Linked DNA regions of Mus musculus: all the other regions are linked to region 1. The links are chromatin contacts, called in public HiChIP or PLAC-seq maps. All regions are on one chromosome and are shown on one strand. Each heading gives the region's core, a stretch centred on a gene start, on an enhancer-like site or on the middle of the called end of the contact. The rest is flanking DNA. Distances are from core to core; before and after follow the strand shown. Region 1 overlaps Tfdp2 (transcription factor Dp 2). Region 2 has its middle 53 kb from the start of C430002N11Rik. Region 3 has its middle 30 kb from the start of C430002N11Rik.

Evidence for each region. HiChIP or PLAC-seq counts read pairs in DNA pulled down with a chosen protein or histone mark.
Region 2: a contact with region 1 is called in an H3K27ac HiChIP or PLAC-seq map of large pre-B cells, with 4 times the contacts expected there. The contact joins two enhancer-like sites. A contact is called at or near these places in 2 of 115 datasets of contacts at active chromatin or transcription factors (embryonic stem cells and large pre-B cells).
Region 3: a contact with region 1 is called in an H3K27ac HiChIP or PLAC-seq map of large pre-B cells, with 3 times the contacts expected there. The contact joins two enhancer-like sites.

The regions. Positions count from the first base shown.
Region 1 is chr9:96,217,549-96,221,225 of GRCm38.p6, forward strand. All of the region lies in intron 2 of Tfdp2 (transcription factor Dp 2), which reads left to right. Among named protein-coding and RNA genes, the nearest start is that of Tfdp2, 23 kb to the left of the region's middle. Within about 2 kb of position 1,888, at least 13 of the 459 cell types and tissues checked have an H3K27ac peak or open chromatin away from gene starts, as enhancers often do.
Region 2 is chr9:96,817,096-96,820,772 of GRCm38.p6, forward strand. No RefSeq gene overlaps it. Among named protein-coding and RNA genes, the nearest start is that of C430002N11Rik, 53 kb to the left of the region's middle. Within about 2 kb of position 1,551, at least 41 of the 459 cell types and tissues checked have an H3K27ac peak or open chromatin away from gene starts, as enhancers often do.
Region 3 is chr9:96,793,860-96,797,536 of GRCm38.p6, forward strand. No RefSeq gene overlaps it. Among named protein-coding and RNA genes, the nearest start is that of C430002N11Rik, 30 kb to the left of the region's middle. Within about 2 kb of position 1,637, at least 223 of the 459 cell types and tissues checked have an H3K27ac peak or open chromatin away from gene starts, as enhancers often do.

The DNA of each region.
Region 1 (3,677 bases), core at 638-3,137:
TATCATGTGGGTGCTGGGGATTGAACCCAGATCCTTTGGAAGGGGAGCCAGTGTTTTTTACTCTGAGACATCTGTCTAGCCCTCCCCCCTTCCCCCACAGCCTTGTCTTTAAAAAATGAATTTTTATGTCTTATCCATTTTACATTAAGAGTAAAACTAAGCTGAATGCAGTGATTGTGCAAGTAATCCTAGCACTTAGTAGGGATAGACAGGATGTTTATTACAAGTTTAAGACCAGCACAAGCTACAAAATGAATTCTACATAGCCTAGAATGAAGAAATTGAGATTCTCTCTCAAACAGTGAAGTTAAATGTTCTCTACTACAAATATATTTTATATTATAACTTTTAAAAATTACCAAACACAAGGGACTGGAGAGATGGCTCAGACATTAAGAGCACTGGCAGTTCTTCCAGAGGTTGTGAGTTCAATTCTTAGCAACCACATGGTGGCTCATAACCACCTATAATGAGATCTGGTGCCCTCTTCTGGCATGCAAGCATACATACAGGCAGAACACTATACATAATAAATAAAGAAATCTTTAAAAAGTTATCAATCACAAGTATGTTGTTTTAAAATCCTTTTGCTTATTGTGATGAGACTATGATACCCAGAATTCTACTTGTAGCTTACTGAAATTCCAGATATGCGTATGTGCTAAATATTTGTTTTCATTTTCCACTGCTAGGTTGTATTGAATAGATTTTTCATGTATTTTAAAATACTGACACATGTATATATCTCCTACTGTGTATGTATATACATACATACACACACATATGTGAACTAAATGAGCAGGACTCCTGGTCTTATAGAATTTACACTTTAGTTGGCAGAGATAGGCCACAGTCTGATAATCACATTAATAAGTATATTACGGCAACTCAGGCTATGCTATGAAAAGAGAAAGCAGCTAAACAGTAAGTAGAAGCCTCTGACCTAGTCTGGGAGGAGGAAAAGGGATTATTTTCCTTGAGGAGGGACATCTGAGAAGAGATCTGAAGAGGAATTTACCAGAGAAACTCTCAGACAGAGAAACAGCCTGTACAGAGTCCATGAGACAGGAGAATAAGTTATATGAAGAATTGTAAAAAGGCTATTAAAGTAATAAAGAAGTAGCCCAATATGTGAAGGAACTTACCACCAAGGTTGATGACTTGAGTTTGATCCCACATGGTGGAAGGAGAGAGCCAATTCCTTTAACATGTGTGATGTGTCACATGTGTGCCTATACACACACACACACACACACAGAATAATAATACCTTTTCCACATTTAAAGGTAGTGAAATGGGATCAATAAGGTATATGGGCTATGGTTCAGTAAGAACCTAGGACACAATCTAAACACAATTACACTCTTAGTATGGCTTTGTTATTTATTCATTAATTTTTCTGTTTATGTATGTATTTTTATGGTGCTGGGTATTCAATCCAGAGTCTCCCACATGCTAAGCAAGTGCTCTACCACTGAGTTTCATGTTTTTAAACTTTTAATCATGAGAATGAATTTAAAATTAGTAATGCAATGTTCTATTTGATGAACTTTAATTTCGTAGCTTCTTTTACTGGCACTATTAGAATTCTGTCTTATATGCTGATAAAAGAAGCCTACAGATTGTGATTGAAGTGATATTGCTTGCTCTTGCCTGAATTTTGGTTAGCATATTACCTTGGGTTTATGTTGGAGCCTCTAAATTGTGACTGGAATGTAAAAGGGCTTGCATGTTGAGACCATCTGTGGGAGCTACATTGTCTGAAAGTTGACAAGAGATCATGGCAGATGGCGAGGTCAAAAGATTGACTTTTTGAGCTTGACATAATGTGCTCATGAAGCTGGAAGAAGAACTTATGTTTTTAACTAACAGAAGACTTGGAAACAGGAAGGCGTGTGCAGTTGCTGAGTGTGGATAAACACCATGCCTCAGCACACATGGCTGGGTTATATCTGAGACTCACCAGTATTGCCAAAGATAGCAATTTCTGAAAACATTCAGTGTCCCATTATCTTCTTGACATTTTGGAAAGTTTAAAGCCACATATGAAAAATTTGCAGGTAATTTTAACATTGGTCAATACAAAAGGAAAACAAAATCTTTTAAAAGCATTTAAGATACTTAACCTTTTTAATCGTAATTGAAAACATTTCTTTTTTTGGTTTGTTTGTTTGTTTTTGTGTTTTTTGAGACAGGGTTTCTCTGTATAGCCCTGGCTGTTCTGGAACTTACTCTGTAGACCAGGCTGGCCTGGAATTCACAGAGATGCACCTGCCACTGCCTCTCAAGAGTTAGAATTAAAGGTGTGTGCCACCACTGTCCAGCTTTCTCCTGTTTTAAAATTGCAGTTTGTGTTGTATTTTTTATTTTTCCTTTATAAATTATTCATTACTTACTTTGGAAGAAGCAGCATCAAGTTTTCATGGGAAATGAGCACTGATTTCGCCCTGGTGTTGATTGCTTACACTGTGTTGGGTAGTGTTTTATTAACTTTATATGTGTCATCTTATTCAGTGTAGTGTAAACTGCCTTTAATACTTGGCAGAAAATAGAAATTGAGGTGCAGAAATATTATGATACATTTTTTCAATAAACATAAGCTCCTTTGGCTTTATTTTAAGCATTTATTGTTTAGGCAGCATTTAGAGAATCAGTCTGTGCCACACTTTGCTAAGATGATACAGAGAATACTAACAGGATCGCACGTGGCTCTCAGGTTCATTGATGTGGCAAACATCTTTTTTGTTGGTTGCTTCTTACTTGGTGTTCTGAAATAGTTAGATTCTGTTAACTTCCTAATTTTTTAACTATCCTTCTCTCCATATGATACTGGGGATATAGTCCAGATTCCTGGTAAGCCCTCTAATTATTGAACTACATCTCCAGTCTTTCATCAGTTTCTTTTTATTTGCTTGAACACCACAGTGCTGTTCAGTAGCCTAGTTTTTAGGAAATATGATACAGTATTGAATATTGAGCACAGAGATGAAGCAGATGCATAGAGACAGGCAGCTGTAGTCATTTCAGCCATGCTCTGGGCTCAGGGAGGGAGAAAAAAGGGGATCCTTGTAGCCAGATCTGCTAGCTCACTTCATTAGTATCTGCTTATGTCTTGTTGGCAGCATTAAGTCATACATTATATGGACAAACCATCTGTGAGGAAGGAGAAGAGAGCATTTTAGTGAACACATTGCTACCTTCAACTTTTTAAGTGAGAGGAAAATAATAGGGAATAATATCTACCCAGAATCTGTACATAGAAAGCTCATAAAACTTAATGAGTTAAAATCATGTCTTCTGTGGGAAAGACTTAATTTCCTGTCATAAATGTATTTTAGTAGGTTATAAAGTAATTTAATTTTTTGTTTTCTGTTATTGTGTGTGTTTGTGATGTTATTTATGTTTTAAATATTTTAGAGTATTTTATTTTTGAGAATTTTATATATATATGAATTTCATATATATGTATGTGATGTATTTCATATATATATGAATTTCATATATATATATATGAATTTCATATATATATATGTGATGTATTTTTACCATTCAGGTGCTCTTTTCTATTTTATGAATTTCTCTTATATCGCACTGAGTCCAGTTCATGCTGGCTGTATGTGCATGGGTGTGGGAAAATTGAAAGAGACATTTGTACTTATTAGTGTGTGTGATGTATG
Region 2 (3,677 bases), core at 301-2,800, 600 kb after region 1:
TCAATTAGTGATCAAGGGTGGGAGGTCCCCTTGTGGGTGGTGCTATTCCTGGGCTGGTTGTCCTGGGTCCTGTAAGAGAGCAGGTTGAGCAAGGCAGGGGGAGCAAGCCAGTAAGTAACATCTGTCCATTGCCTCTGCATCAGCTCCTGCTTTCTGTCCTGCTTGAGTTCCAGTCCTGGCTTCCTTTGGTGATGAAGAGCAATGTGGAAAATGTAAGCCGAATAAACCCTTTCCTCCCCACCTTGCTTCTTGGTCATGATGTTTGTGCAGGAATAGAAAGCCTGACTAAGACAAACCCCAAATAAACTCTTCCTTGTGTAAATTACCTTGATCTCAGCAATAGAAAAGTAATTAATGCACTTAAATTGAAGCAGCTTTGACAGGAACAGCAATGTGCCTAATAAACTCACTGCTTCCTTGGAATCAAGGAGCCCCTGTTCTGCCCGTGTGACGTCCGCAGGCATCTGAGATCCTGAGAGCATGCTGGACCCATTTGAAAGGATTGACACATGACTTTATTGCTTAAGCCATGGTGATCAGGTTTGGGTAGCATGAAACCTAACAGTGACCCAGATTGTTCAGGGGACTATTATGCGGTGTCCTGCTTAAGAACATGGTCCTAGCTGTCTCTTGTGACCCAGATGTAGCTGTCTCTTGTGACCCAGATGTAGCTGTCTCTTGTGACCCAGATGTAGCTGTCTCTTGTGACCCAGATGTAGCTGTCTCTTGTGAGACTATGCCGGGGCCTAGCAAACACAGAAGTGGATGCTCACAGTCAGCTAATGGATGGATCACAGGGCTCCCAATGGAGGAGCTAGAGAAAGTACCCAAGGAGCTAAAGGGATCTTCAACCCTATAGGTGGAACAACATTATGAACTAACCAGTACCCCTGAGCTCTTGACTCTAGCTGCATATGTATCAAAAGATGGCCTAGTCGGCCATCACTGGAAAGAGAGGCCCATTGGACACGCAGACTTTGTGTGCCCCGGTACAGGGGAACGCCAGGGCCAAAGGGGGGAAGTGGGTGGGTAGGGGAGTGGGGGTGGGTGGGTAAGGGGGACTTTTGGTATAGCATTGGAAATGTAAATGAGCTAAATACCTAATAAAAAATGGAAAAAAAAAATAAAAAAATAAAAGTAGTAAAAATTTTAAAAAAAAAAAAAAAAAAAAAAAAAAAGAACATGGTCCTAGCCAGGCGGTGGTGCACGCTTTTAATCCCAGCAGAGGCAGGTGGCTCTCTGAGTTTGAAGCCAGCTTGGTCTACAGAGTGAGTTGCAGGATAGCAAGGGCTATACAGAGAAACCTTGTCTTGAAAAACAAAACAAAACAAACAAAACAAACAAAGAGAACATGTTCCTTTAATCCAATTCTGCTTCACACCAGCTAGCTCTGTGAATCACCCAGTCAAACTTTTCTATAAAATGTGAACGATATAATACATTTGTTTTCATGTGTAACTCCTGAGTCACTGGCTTGTTTTACTTTGCCTTAGGCTTTCTCAGATGTTAGCATGGAAAAGCTTGCCTGTGGAAACTCCTCCATGACAGGCAAACAAGGGCAGTTTGTCGACTTCTTAAAACACAAGCGAACCTACTTTTCTATAAGGCAGACCCAACCCTAAAGACCAATAGCTTATTTGATGCTGCCCTCTAGTGGTTGAACACACTATCGCTCGCTACATTGTTTTACTTAAAGAAAAATAAGCCAGGATGGCTGGAATAGTCCCTAACCATTTAGACTTAAATTTGTAACTGCAGCGACCCCCATTTTTAATTTACTGACATCCTTCTCCAAACACAACATCTGGTAGGACTGCTGCAGAGGCCATAGGAAACGCCCCTTACTAAGGCCGCTCAGTCTCTTCCAGGGAATAGAGTGGCCAGAGCCCCTGTGTCTACCTAGGCTGGACTCAAGGCAGACTATTTAGAAAAGCATTCTCCTCTCTTGGAAGACTCACGCAGCCCATGTAGGGAGGCAGGACTCTCACTCGGCTGACACATCTGAAGTCAGCCCCAAGGGTATCCTCCTGCTGAGGGTACCGCAGCCCTGAGGAGTTCTGTTCCTCTTGGTGACCCTTTCCTCACGGATGCTCATCTGTCCCAGCTGTTAGCCAGGCCTCAGCAGCTAGGAGGGCCTGGTCATGCCTGTGTATTCGGCTGATTCCTCATGGACAGATTTGTGACTGAGCTAGCTCCTGGTAGGTGTGAACACAGGGCTACACTCCTGATACTCAGTTGCAAGTCTTGAGCCATGAGGATCGGGCTGGCATCCCACTAGCCACTACTTTACCCTGTGTATCTGCAGCTACATTCTATCTAACACATCAGGGTGACCTACCCAGCCTGGGATGCTGAACCCGCCTCGAGGGGCTTTCTGAAGATTCAGCGAGGCGTGTATCCCCACCTTTCCTGTCCTAGTTCTTGGGTTCTGAAAAAGGGATTTACCGAAGACTTCTTCCAAGTCTAATTCTGCTGAGCCTATGATGAAAGACCTTCGATCAGGTGTTTAGTAGTTTTCTTGGAAAGCCATTTATTATTGCTAATTATTACCACCAGGCCAGCAGCACAGGCCTGTACTCAGGAGGCTGAGGCAGGAGGACCTTGAGGTTACGGTCTGATGGGAGGCTAAGGCCACCTGGGCACATCACTGAGCTCCTCTTTTGAAAGAGGAACACGGTTGTGGATGTGGCTTAGTGGCAGAGTGCTTACCTAGCATGTGCGAGGCCCTGGGTTCGATTCCTGGCACTAAAACGAGTAAACTCTAATTCCAATAGCATATAGTTGAGTTTGTTAAGTCTGTTCAAAGCGAAGCTTGACAAAGAATGCTCAGCCCAGCGTGGTAACGGCCACTTGCAGTTCCAGCACAGGGAGAAAGGAGAGGCAAGGAGCCGAGAAAGGGGCCTGGGGGGGGGGGGCGAGGGGGTAGGGGTCTGTGTATGTGTGTGTGGGGGTGGAACATGAAGTTGAGTAGGAGGCAGAAATGAATCTGGACAAGTTGGAAGATGGGGCTGCATATGGTAAAAAATGTTTTATATGAAATTCTCAAAGAATAAGAATGTTTTTATTTATTTTTGAATTATTTATTTTATTTATATGAGTACACTGTTGCTGTCTTCAGACACACCAGAAGAGGGCATGTGATCCCATTACAGATGGTTGTGAGCCACCATGTGGTTGGTTGCTGGGAATTGAACTCAGGACCTCTGGAAGAGCAGTCAGTGCTCTTAACTGCTGAGCTGTCTCTTCAGCCCTAAAAACGTTTTAAAAACAGCTAAAAAGGGCCGGGCGTGGTGGTGCACACCTTTAATCCCAGCACTCGGGAGGCAGAGACAGGCGGATTTCTGAGTTAGAGGCCAGCCTGGTCTACAGAGTGAGTTCCAGGACAGCAGGGCTATACAGAGAAACCCTGTCTCGAAAAAACAAAACAAAACAAAAAAGCTAAAAAAAAAGTCTGTCATGACACTCTTGAACCTGTACTGACACAAATGTACACACATAAACATGTCACACATAAAAAGATAAATAAAATGTGTTTTAAAAAAGAATATAAAAAGAATATCTATGTTCTATAAAATTTAATTTTTGTTGTTTCTATAAAATATACTAGTCTATTCTGTATTTTATAAAATGAGCTGTCTGTCTCTATCTACACATCTCAAGATGGAAATATCTACAAG
Region 3 (3,677 bases), core at 387-2,886, 580 kb after region 1:
GGACGAGGGCTTCCGTGAACTTGCATAGATGGAGTCCTCTTCCCTGGTCTTGCCAGGCTTAAAGACTCTAGCCACTCCCAGAGGCCACATGCAATTAAGGCAGAAGTACATATAGCAAGTTGGGTCTTGTGACCCTCCCTAGCCTTCCATGAAAGGATGTAAGTGGTCAACAAGCCCAACTGTGATAATTCTTTTGTATGGGGGCCCAACTATACTTTACAAGACAGAAAACATATAACAACAACAACAACAACAACAACAACAACAAAATAGTCTTATTTTAAAAATTCAAATAACATTATTACTGTGAAAACAGGGATTTTTTTTTTCCTCCTCCTTTTTGCAACCCGGGATTTTAGACAGGGTTTTATGTACCCTGGACTGATGTTAAAACTAACAAGCAGATAGGGACACCTTGAAAGGCGTTTTCTTCCTGACCTCCGGAGCCCACATGCTGGGATACATCCAGTTCCTATAAATAGCTTAAACTGTGTAGATCCTAAAAGGGTCTGAGAGACCTCCACAAGGTTCAAGAAATAGAGCAACATGTCAGTACCTCTGAGTAGTCTATTCTTCATGACTGACTGCAGGATTGTGTCCTACGATACACTATCTCATAGAACACACTAATACCAGTCATTGTAGCTCCCTAAGAGTTAGGGACCTGTGTACTTGACTTAGGAGTTTAGGGGGGAAATTACTATGGGTTGTATAACCATCCACAATTCTGGACAGGGTTTATCACTTATTGGTATACAGCAATTATCCAGCATGTGCAAGGAACTGGGTTCAGGATCCCAGGACGCAGAGGTAAAATCCAAAAACATTAGTGATAATGTGTGGTGGGCCAGGCCTATAATCCCAGTATTCAGGAGGCCAGCCTTATCTACTCAGTCATATATAAATCATAAGCGAGGGGCAGGGTGGTGCATGCTTTTAATCCAAGTGCTTGGGAGACCAAGGCAGGTGAATCATTACAAGTTCAAGGCTAGCCTGGTCAGCTATGGCCAGCTCAGGATGACACAGTGAAACAGAAAAAAAGGAAAAGAAGGGAGGGAGGGAGGGAGGGAGGGAGGGAGGGAGGGAGGGAGGGAGGGAGGGAGGGAGGGAGAGAGGGAGAAAAAGAGGGAGGGAGGGAGGGAGAATTCTAATGAGGGAAACTCAGTGTTAGCTTTTTCAGTGGTGTACTTTTGGCCTCATTCTCTCTCTTCACCATCATTTAACCTTCCCATTCCCCCCCCCCCCCCCCCGTTATCTTTCAGGCCCTCTCATGTCCTGTAGCTTCCTCTTAGTCCACTCCATTCCCATTTCTGAATGCTCCCATCACAATCCTCAGATTTTTGTTTTGTTTTAAGGGGAGCAGGGGCTGGGGGGGAGCAGTGGGGAGTGGGGTAGGATGGGGTGTGATCTTTAAGGGCTGACAAGCTTTGAAGGAGACAGATTTAAAAAACAAAAATAAAAAGGCTGGGGTCCCAAATAAGTTGGAGTCTGAGGAATGACACTGAGTGGAGAGTCTTAGCAAGGAGACTAACAACCTCCAGAACCCCAGGTATTCGCTAGTATGAGCTGGATGGGCAGGGTCACAGGAAAACGTGGTCGGGAGCCACAGTACTGTTCACACTTGTTCCCACAGCCTGCAGGCACAGCAGAAGCTGCAAGAGAACTGTGACACGTGACACTCTACAGATCACGCCTGGAGGTTCAAGACTGTCTCTTCTTTCAAGAGGGAGCCTGACTGCGGATAAGGAGGAGCTGAAACCATGATCTGTTTCCCAGGGGACCAGTAGGGAAAAATGGCACCGGCCCAAGCAGCCTCAGAGCCATCCTAACAAAGCCTGGCTTTCTGTAACTCACAACCGAGCCCTGGAGGCTGACACCCCACAAGGGCCCCAGAGGACCCTCCCTACTGCAGGGCTTCTCACTCCACTTTCAACTTAAGGCTGCCCTAGGGGAAGAGGAGTTGTGGGGTAGGGGGCGAAGCTTTCTGGGAAATTCAGCCCTTTTCAAGAGGCTTCTGGGAGTTGTAGTTCATATAGGTCTTTGCATGCAAGCACGTTTCTGTGTGTGTCCCTGCGCCGCCCCCCCCCCCCCCCCCCCCGTTGAGGCTTCTATTGCTCCAGAACCCTGGGAAAGGTCATAGTTTCTAGTTCCTGGAGGCATCCGACCTGATGGAATCATAGCAGAAAATGAACTTTTGATATATGTAATATAATTCTACACTTGTCTTTTAACGGATTACTGTGCATTGCTTTGCTGTATCAGGCCTGACTCACGCTCTCACTTACATATTTTAAAATGTCCTTATATATGACTTTCAAGAAGTCTGATATGCAACATGATGGGGAAATTTCAGAAACTTTTTCAGTTAGATTTTGTTTTAATGCAAACACTTGTAATTTTTTTTTTGTATGACAAAAGTCTTTGTGTTGTCAAATCCTTTTAAATAAAAGAGATTTGGAGAAAAATTAGGAATTCTTACAGGCTGATGATTTTTAAAGATTATGCAATGTTTATGCTTATTAGTGACATCTATAGTTTGTACTGTATTGTAGATATATATTTGTATAAATAAACGTACAAATGAGGCTATACACTAAGGTTACATATAAACTAATATTCTAAAGAAATCTATGATTGTCATTATTAAAGCATAATGTCAGTATTCAGAAACTCAAAACATCTAATTTTATGATCTTTCCTTATCCTAGGCCAAGTTTTTAAAAAGGACAATTGGATAACTTAAAGGCATATGGAGTTGTTTACTTTGGACATAATATTTTATAGCAATCTATGGATTATTTCTTTTAAAAATCTAGGTGAGCTATGAAAATTTTATATAGGTACAGGGGCTTTAAAAGAAAATATTATAAGATTAATAGTTATACTAAAATATTGAATTAGCTATAGCTTTAATGTTTATATGATTTCCTATCTATATTCATTATGTGTATATGTATGTGTCTGCATGAGTTTATGTGCACTATGTGTAGGTACACCAGAGAGCAAGTATAGGGCGCCAGACATCTGGAACTGGAGTTAGGAGCGTCTCTATACTGGCCATGGTCACTCATCTTTGGCTCCAGGATAAGCTCTTTCTTGGTCCCTTTGAAGGGAGACTTGTGTTCTGCATTAACAATGCAGAATGCCTTACCAGGCTGGGGGGTCACATAAAATTGTTCTTGGTCCATGTATGTTCCCACTAAGAGCCTCATTTCTGGGCAGTAGCATGACTCAAACACTGTATTTTAAGCAGAGCTGCTCTTTATATAAAGGGAGTAAACACTAATCATATTGAAAGTCTTACTGTTATGCTGTAGACAGTGGCAATAACTAAACCACCTTGTCTTGTCACTGGCCAAACTTTCTGCAAAATTCTAACTCTAGAATCTTGTTGGCTGTGTTTTGTATTTTCCTTGTGATTTTTTTATAGCTGTTATCTGTTGATATTATATGAAGAAGGAGGAAAAGGAAACTCATCGCTTTCGATTATAAACTTAGTGCATTTAACAGACACCACAAGAGGCTGAACTTAGAACTGACCTTTAAAGGGAAAGATAAGAAAAAGCTCCCAGCCTACAGGTGCAAAAATGGCCTAGAAGCAAAGAAGTCTGCCAGGTGCACAAAGAAATGGGACTAGTGCCCAGGTAAACTTAGCCGGGTCACCTTTGGCTCTAGAC